Linked DNA regions of Rattus norvegicus: region 2 is linked to region 1. Evidence: chromatin contacts called from public Hi-C data. All regions are on one chromosome and are shown on one strand. The core of a region is the stretch at or near the end of the contact, and the rest is flanking DNA. Distances in the headings are between cores, read along the strand shown.

What was found. A called contact is a pair of places that touch in the nucleus more often than the background predicts.
Region 2: a Hi-C map of the Rat2 cell line shows a contact between it and region 1, with 2.1 times the contacts expected there. The contact joins the enhancer-like site here to the promoter of Ankrd55 in region 1. A contact is called at or near these places in 5 of 12 Hi-C or Micro-C datasets (the A7r5 cell line, the Rat2 cell line, liver and 1 more).

Annotation. Positions count from the first base shown.
Region 1 is chr2:45,645,810-45,649,410 of GRCr8, reverse strand. Ankrd55 (ankyrin repeat domain 55) reads right to left here and starts at 1,625. Exons shown (of 10, transcript NM_001270039.1): 1 at 626-1,625. The coding sequence starts at 719. All of the region lies in intron 3 of LOC103691456 (a long non-coding RNA gene), which reads left to right.
Region 2 is chr2:45,697,347-45,700,995 of GRCr8, reverse strand. All of the region lies in intron 7 of Ankrd55 (ankyrin repeat domain 55), which reads right to left. Among named protein-coding and RNA genes, the nearest start is that of Ankrd55, 51 kb to the right of the region's middle. Within about 2 kb of position 2,020, at least 6 of the 93 cell types and tissues checked have an H3K27ac peak or open chromatin away from gene starts, as enhancers often do. A contact at or near this core is called in liver, where this site is marked.

The DNA.
Region 1 (3,601 bases), core at 376-2,875:
TCGGTCTTGGCATTTTGCCTAGAGAATGCAGGTTTTCAGTGGCTTTTCTTTTGTCCATGTCTGTTGGCATTCTGTGTTGCCATCTCCTTCAGCCTCAACCCTGGGATATACAAGGCAAAAGGACAATCCAGAGAACTCACCACCATGCCCTTCCCTGGATCTCAGGACTTGGCCCTTCTCTTGGTTTCCAAAGTTATTTTAGTTATCCTATCCATAGTTCTTAGTTGTATTTGGAAAGAATGGAGGTGAAAATGCAACCATGACAACGATGATGTGTGTGCACGCGCACATGAGCATTGTGACACACACACACACACACACACACACACACACACACACACACATCCTTACTTGGCCATTCCTACAAAAATACTGGAAACAACCCACTCCATAATAATATGTGAAACATAATAGGTGACTAGTAGGTGAAAGATGATGAAGTTCTGTGTCCAATGTCATGCTGAGAGGTGCCAAGGGATTCTACAGAGCCACAGGCAAGATGCCTGCAATATCCTGTGGTCAGTCAAAAAGAATTTCATTAGTATGGCTCATCTCAAAAGACAATCTCTGAAAGAGTAATGCATCTCATCCCAGGTTTTTTAAAAAAAATGCACAAACAGCTTACCTTCACTGTCACAACATTCTAGGATGGACGGATCCTCCCGGATCACGGCAGTCAGAGAGTTGACATCTCCATTCGATGCTGCCTGATACACCATTGTCAGGTCGACTTCTTCAGATGAGTCACCTACACAAACCAGATACTCTGTTAGTGTGCAAAGTGAGTTCACTCAAAGGATACCACAGACCAGATTGTCACCCACACAAGTGAGTCACTAAACCTTCCTCTCCAGTGAATCCAGGCAGAGGCGGGGTCAGCTTAGTCATATACTCTCTTCTGAAGGGACACTTCTGAAGAAAAGTGGGCCACTCTAGGTCATTCGCACACTACCACATGTTGGCAAGGAGCCTTGGGATTGACGTGTTATGACTCTTTAGGCATTGAGGTTTCCCAAAATCAGAGAGACCAGTAAGGGAAGAGGGCCATCTTCTTCATTTCAATCTATTCTTCAAGATCTGAAGCATACTATGTTTTCTCTTTTGTTTGTTTCTGTTTAGAGCCACGGTCCTGTGTAGCCCAGGTTGGCCTTAATTTTCTATGTAGCTGAGGCTGACCTTGGATTTCTGATTCTCTTACACCCACCCCTGAGAGTTGGCATTTGCAGACGTGGGCTGCTATGCCTGGTTTTGTGCAATTGTTGGAAATTGAAAACATGTGCTCTCTAGGTAAGCCCTCTACCAACTGAACTACATCCATGGACATATTACCGGTCTTCTTAGTACCTCACTTTGTCCATCTTTGGGAGAAGCATTATGGTCATTCCTCTCTCTCTTCCAAAGATGTTCGTACCTTGATCTTAGCTCACTATCTATCTCCAGATGCCCTTATCCTGTTGCTTCACATGGGAGGCCCTGGAGACTGGGAAGGGAGAAGATGGGGCTCTCCTCCCTTGCTGAGCATCTAGCAGTAGCTGCCTCCTTCCTACCAGGAGCTTTCCCTATGCAGAACTAGCTCTCACGTGGCCCCCTCACAACCTGCCCACCACTGCTGTCCAACTGTAAGTTGAGCAATAGCTTTTTGTTGGTGTTCATCTGTAGCACTGCTATTTGCATCTTGTGCCTCGTTTTGCATATTTTCCCTTCCATTAAAGCCATTTTCAATCACCTGGGTTTGTATAGATGCTATTTCTAGAAGAACCTAGGTTGTACAAAACAAACTGCTTTGAATGAGGGAGCCAACTGTTTACTCTGCCTTTGTGAAGAATTGATCCAACAATGTTACTGCCAAGGATGACCACAGACTGCAGTCAGGTGACTCCCAGAATTCGCAGAGAAGCAAGCTCTCCTGTGGAGATGCCTTGAGACAGGCTATGCCGAGCCCCTCTATCAGTGACACCCGTGCTTGTTTTCTCCGAGTGTAACTGATGTTCAGAGAAAGAATATCTCAACGGTTTTAAAGTTGTGTTTTTCTTCTCCTGTGGACAATAGGGCCATTGGCCTTTTGGTTCTTTGAACTTTAGCTGGCACGCATCCTAGAGTTTTGTTTTGGTTTCTCTGTCCCCGTGTTTCTGAGAAACCATTAATGATTTTTAACCAGCTAGCCAGTCCAATGCAAGGACCGCTTACTTACAACAGCATCGTTTTGTAAAGTGGGCCACTGCTTTCTAACTCCTCCACATTTGGTTTTGTGTTTCATATTTTGAAGCAGCCTCTCCTGTCATTTGTGCGACAGGTGAAGGGTCAGATACCTTAGGTACAAGCCAGGCTTGTGCTAACTGGCTATGTGGAAGTTTGGACCAGGCACCCTCACCTGGCTTAGCTTCCTTACTTGTAATGTGGAGATCTTGACAACACTGACAACTGTCTCCCTTGGGTGGAGTGACACTGTGGTAATACTAATCCTGTGTGCTTAATAGCAGCCTGGCATTTAGTAAGCATTTTTTAGTACCTGCTATTTATACTGCCCCACTCAAAAACTTTTAGCTTATTTAGACAGTATTACATGTCTGAGGTATATGTTTAAAATGGGGCTCTTGTTGAAGGCTATGAAAGAAGCCATATATTGTTTAGATTTTGTTACAAATCTTCCCATAACTCATGCAGGACGGTGTCATTATGCAGCAAGGCAGGTCCAGGATAAAGTGAAGCCTAACACTGGATGAGAAGGAAGGTTAGGTGGGGGGGGGCAATCTAGGAGGGAGAGAGGAGGAGGAGGAGAAGCAGGAGAATCAAGATGGGGACGACAGAGCAGGATGATCCACGTGGACTAGGTCATTTTATCTTGTCTAGGTAGGCGGTTTCTATCTTTACTAACTGGCAGTGAATTTATTGTGGGCATGTATTGTGGATTGAGAATTTAACAGATAAATCTGATTGATAAATTACAAGTTTCTAGAACTTTGATTTTACAGGGGACATGAGCAAAGTCCCCAGCGGGCAGAGAGACAGCCCGGAGAGGCTGGCAATAGACTCCTCCAGGATAGCGTGGCATGGTGCCACAATAGAATGGCCCATGGGACTCGATGTGTGTGTCAGGCCTGGTAACAACCCCGCCAAGGGGACAATGTGAGAAAGCAGTTGGCAGAGATAGCCGGAGCGCGGCTCCCGCAGATCCACGCGGAGTGGGAACTCAAGAGTTCAAGTAGCTGCCCATCCATTTTTTTATTTTTACCAAAACAAAGTCAGGACATTTTGTTAAGATGATTCCCGGTGTCTCTGGGTGTGGGAACTAGGGCCCCAACTTAAAAGATGAAGCTACCTTCTACTTCTACATGCACATTCAAAGACCTGGTGGTGGCCCCTTGGAAGAAGCCTGATTGTCAGGAAGCTGCTAACGGTGACAAGGGAACAATGGAGCTATTTATTTCCTTTTGATTTGAGATAGGGCATCACTGTGTAGCCCTTGATGGCCTGGAACTCACGATGTGGATCAGACTGGCCTCAAATTCGCGGGTGTTCTGCCTGCCTCTCTTCCCCCTGTGCTAAGACACAAGTGTGTGCCATCACACCAGATTCAACTGTGGGTTTTATCGACTGCATG
Region 2 (3,649 bases), core at 771-3,270, 51 kb before region 1:
CAAGTCAAGGTTTCGCACAAGCACTCCATTTTACACTAACTCCTCACAGAGAAGGCACCTCAGTACTCCACCGCCCTCTCTCCCCTCTCTCTTCTCTCTCTCCTCTCCTCTCTCTCTGAGATGGGGACTCCACATAAGGTAGCTTCAGGCTCCTGAGTACTGTGCTTATGGGCATGTGCTACCCACATCTCTCAGGGGCTGGGTTTACCCCCTCCCCTCCATTTTGTTGGCTTTTTTTTTTTGACCGCGTTATATGTGTATGTAATGTGGTGCTTGAAAGCATGGGAGGGACTTCGGTTATTTCACTCCAACTCCACTCTCTCCCCCTTCTTTGCCTCCCCTCCCCTCTCTCTTTTCCCCCTCCTTTCTCCTCTCCCTACATGTGAAGACTCGAGGTTGATGTTGTGTATCTTCCTCTGTGTCTGTCAGCCTTGCCTATTTATTTAATCTTTGACACTTATAATTGCGTATGTGAATAAGAGTTGTCTGAGAGAAGCTGCACTCCCCATCACTCCCCTCCAGGGGGTTGCAATGTTACAAGTCCAGAACTGAATTATCTCAGGGCCTTTTTAACCCAGCCAACGGCTGCTCTCCTCTGCTGGTGACCACCAGGTCAATCTTAAGGTATGAGCAACCAGCCAACAGACTGAGAACGTCATGTCAGAAAGTACCTGAGGCCAGTATCAGAAACTCCCCTGCTCTCTTTGCCAAGGTGCCTTGATTTGCAACTTTGTCTTTGTTCTGGTTCTATGAAAACTTCATCTTGGAGCCTAGACTTTGAGGCAAGCTAAATCTGTTTCCAGGCCGTGGTCACTGACACGTCGCTCCAGAATACCCCATCTCTGATCCCTTCTGAGGCGAGGGTTGTGTTTTTATGCTGACATCTGTGTGGATGATTCGTGTAAGTGTGGGTGCTTGCATGCCAGGGCATATGTCTGCGGAGGTCAGAGGACAGCTCTGTGAATCTGGTTCTCTCCTTTGACCTTTGCGTGGGCTTCAAGGATAGAACCATAGTGCAAACGTGCACAGCAAGCCTCTCTACCCGCCGAGCCATGTCTCTGGCCCAACTTTAGTTATTAATTAACTAATTAATTCAGGGCCTCTCACAGAATCTGAAGCTTGCTTATTCAGCTAGATTGGTCGGCCAGCAAACCACAGACACTTTGTCTCCATTTCTCCAGCACTGGGATTACCACTGTGAGCTACTATGCCTGGCTTTTTACATGGTTGCTGGGGGAATCAAACTTAGGTCTTCTTATTTGTTACACAAGCATTTACTGACTGAAGCATCTCCTCAGCCTCTAGAGCTTAATTCTTTTAATTAACTCGTGGCAATCTGTTTTCAACCGTCAATTGATTAAGCTGAAAATAGTCAACAGTAGCATATGTGTTAGAGATGAAGTGTACGTGTGATACCCAAAGTTAACCTGTGAGTTCCCCTTGCCCAAGGACCATGTAACCTCTTGGAATGTTGGGAGTTGTAGTTCTTGGAATATAACAACTGTCTCCTGCAGGGGACTATAGGTTTTATAAATCTCTGTGAGACTTGTTTCACAGCCACTCAGCTGGAAGTTCCAGGGAGTGGTTCTGACCAAAAGTCCATCTTTTGGTCAGTATTTAATATTTAATAGAGCTTGCTTCAAACTTGGCCCAAAATGGTGGAATTGGTTTTTCTCTGGCAAATCTCAGGATGAGCATAAGGTGTGAGTTCAGGTCTCGCCTGGCGGAAGAAGGCAGGAAGCCTGCGGCTCTCTGCTTCTGAGTGAGAGTTCCCAGGACAGCGGCATTGGCAGTACTGAGTCTCGCCTGTTTCATGCTATTTGTTTGTCACATTGAAAAATCCCCCTAAATATGGTTATGAAAAATACTCTACTAAAGGAAACAGGCAGAGCAGACCTAGAGTTTGAGCTCCGGGGGAAGAGGAAGTTGTGTGTGCCAGAGGTTGGGCGTGGCAGATGTGAGCAATGCTCAACTCAGAGCAAACTCAAAAATGTGGAGAGGGTAGCGCAGCTGTTTGGTGGCTGGCTCAAGCTGAGTTTCCCCGAGGCGGCGTTCTGCTTTAGTCCTTTGGAAAGTCTGTGCTGTTCTCTTGTGAGGCCACAATCAAGCCAATGCTTTCTGCCATGGGGATCAACCCTGAAACTGGACCCACAGGCAGCTGCCGAGAGGGAGATCCAATACCGCTCCTCAGAGCGAGATGCTGTAGTCTGTTTGAAAAACACCAGCGCTAAATTTGAATGCATACAATGGATATTTTCTCACTACGAATGCACGCACACGCACACATACACAGCCATTTCTACTTTTCCATTGTTTTGGTTCTTTTTTTTTTTTTTTTTCCGGAGCTGGGGACCGAACCCAGGGCCTTGCGCTTCCTAGGTAAGCGCTCCACCACTGAGCTAAATCCCCAGCCCCAACTTTTCCATTGTTAATAAATTTTTTTTTATCTCCCTTTCACCGTGGAAGTCACATGGTCAAATGAATAGCCACGTAGCAGAATATAGGAACGATGAAACAGCACATGGAATTCTAGAAATACTTAGTGGACATGGCTAAGACACAGGCTTTCCACAGTGTGCATCTTACTAGTGGTGTCCTATAAGCAGCTAAGAAAAGGGAAAAGCTGACTAAATTTTGTATCTATTGTCTTCCTTTTTTTTTTCATAACAGTTTCTGGACTAATGCAGTGATATTTTGCTGCTTCTGGACTTACAGATAAAATAACTTTTTAGTACGCTTTAAACACGCACTCTACTTGGTTTGGAATTGGGAAAGTTTGACTTTATTCATTTTTATTTTAATTTTATATTTTATTTATTACTATTATTTTTTTGTTTTTTTGAGCCCGCTGCCCACTGAATATTCCTTTGAGGCAGCTGTGCACGAGCTTGATCAGCCTCATCCTATAGCGAGGACAGCACCTAACACACTCTGTGCTGAACCTGAATTTTGTCCGTGGACAGTAACCCAGTAGATCTGACGGCAGTATGTGGCCATGAAGTTTGATCTCCTCCCCTCCACACACACAGTAGGATTCAGAATTCTGATGTTGCACAGATTTGCATGAAACAAAGCCCAGAGGGGCAGGAACCTGTAGACTGAATGGTAATTGGTAAATGGTAATGGTAGTTGACAAGAGGAGGGAAAATGTTGGTGGCATTAATTTCTCTCTTTATTGGTATTGGGCTTTGATCAGATGAAACTTTCGTAGCACAGTGCAAGCTTCAATCAAAGTTGGTTTAATTGCCAAAAGTGTAATTAATATGCCAAGAACTTAAAACAGTGCTGCTCTTACTAGTTTTCTTTGCTATGGAAAATAGCAACATTAAATGAAATTAAAAGGTATTTATTTATTCATTTATGGATGGTGTCTCCTTAAGTAAACAGCTCAAACTGGCCCCAAACTCACGGTTCTCCTGGATTACAGCTCCAATATTGTTTTAATTAAAATGTGGGTTTTTTTCATTCTAACATGTAGCAATCAGAAATGTATCATTACTGAAACAAATAGCAAAACAAGTGTTTTATTAAAATTCACTCAGATAAATATTTTGACGCCGTAATGGCAATAGATATAACTCAGACTTTAAAAGCTCTTTGGCATCTCCAGAAAGTTTCGAGAGTGTAAGATAATTGTGGAAAGAGTGAT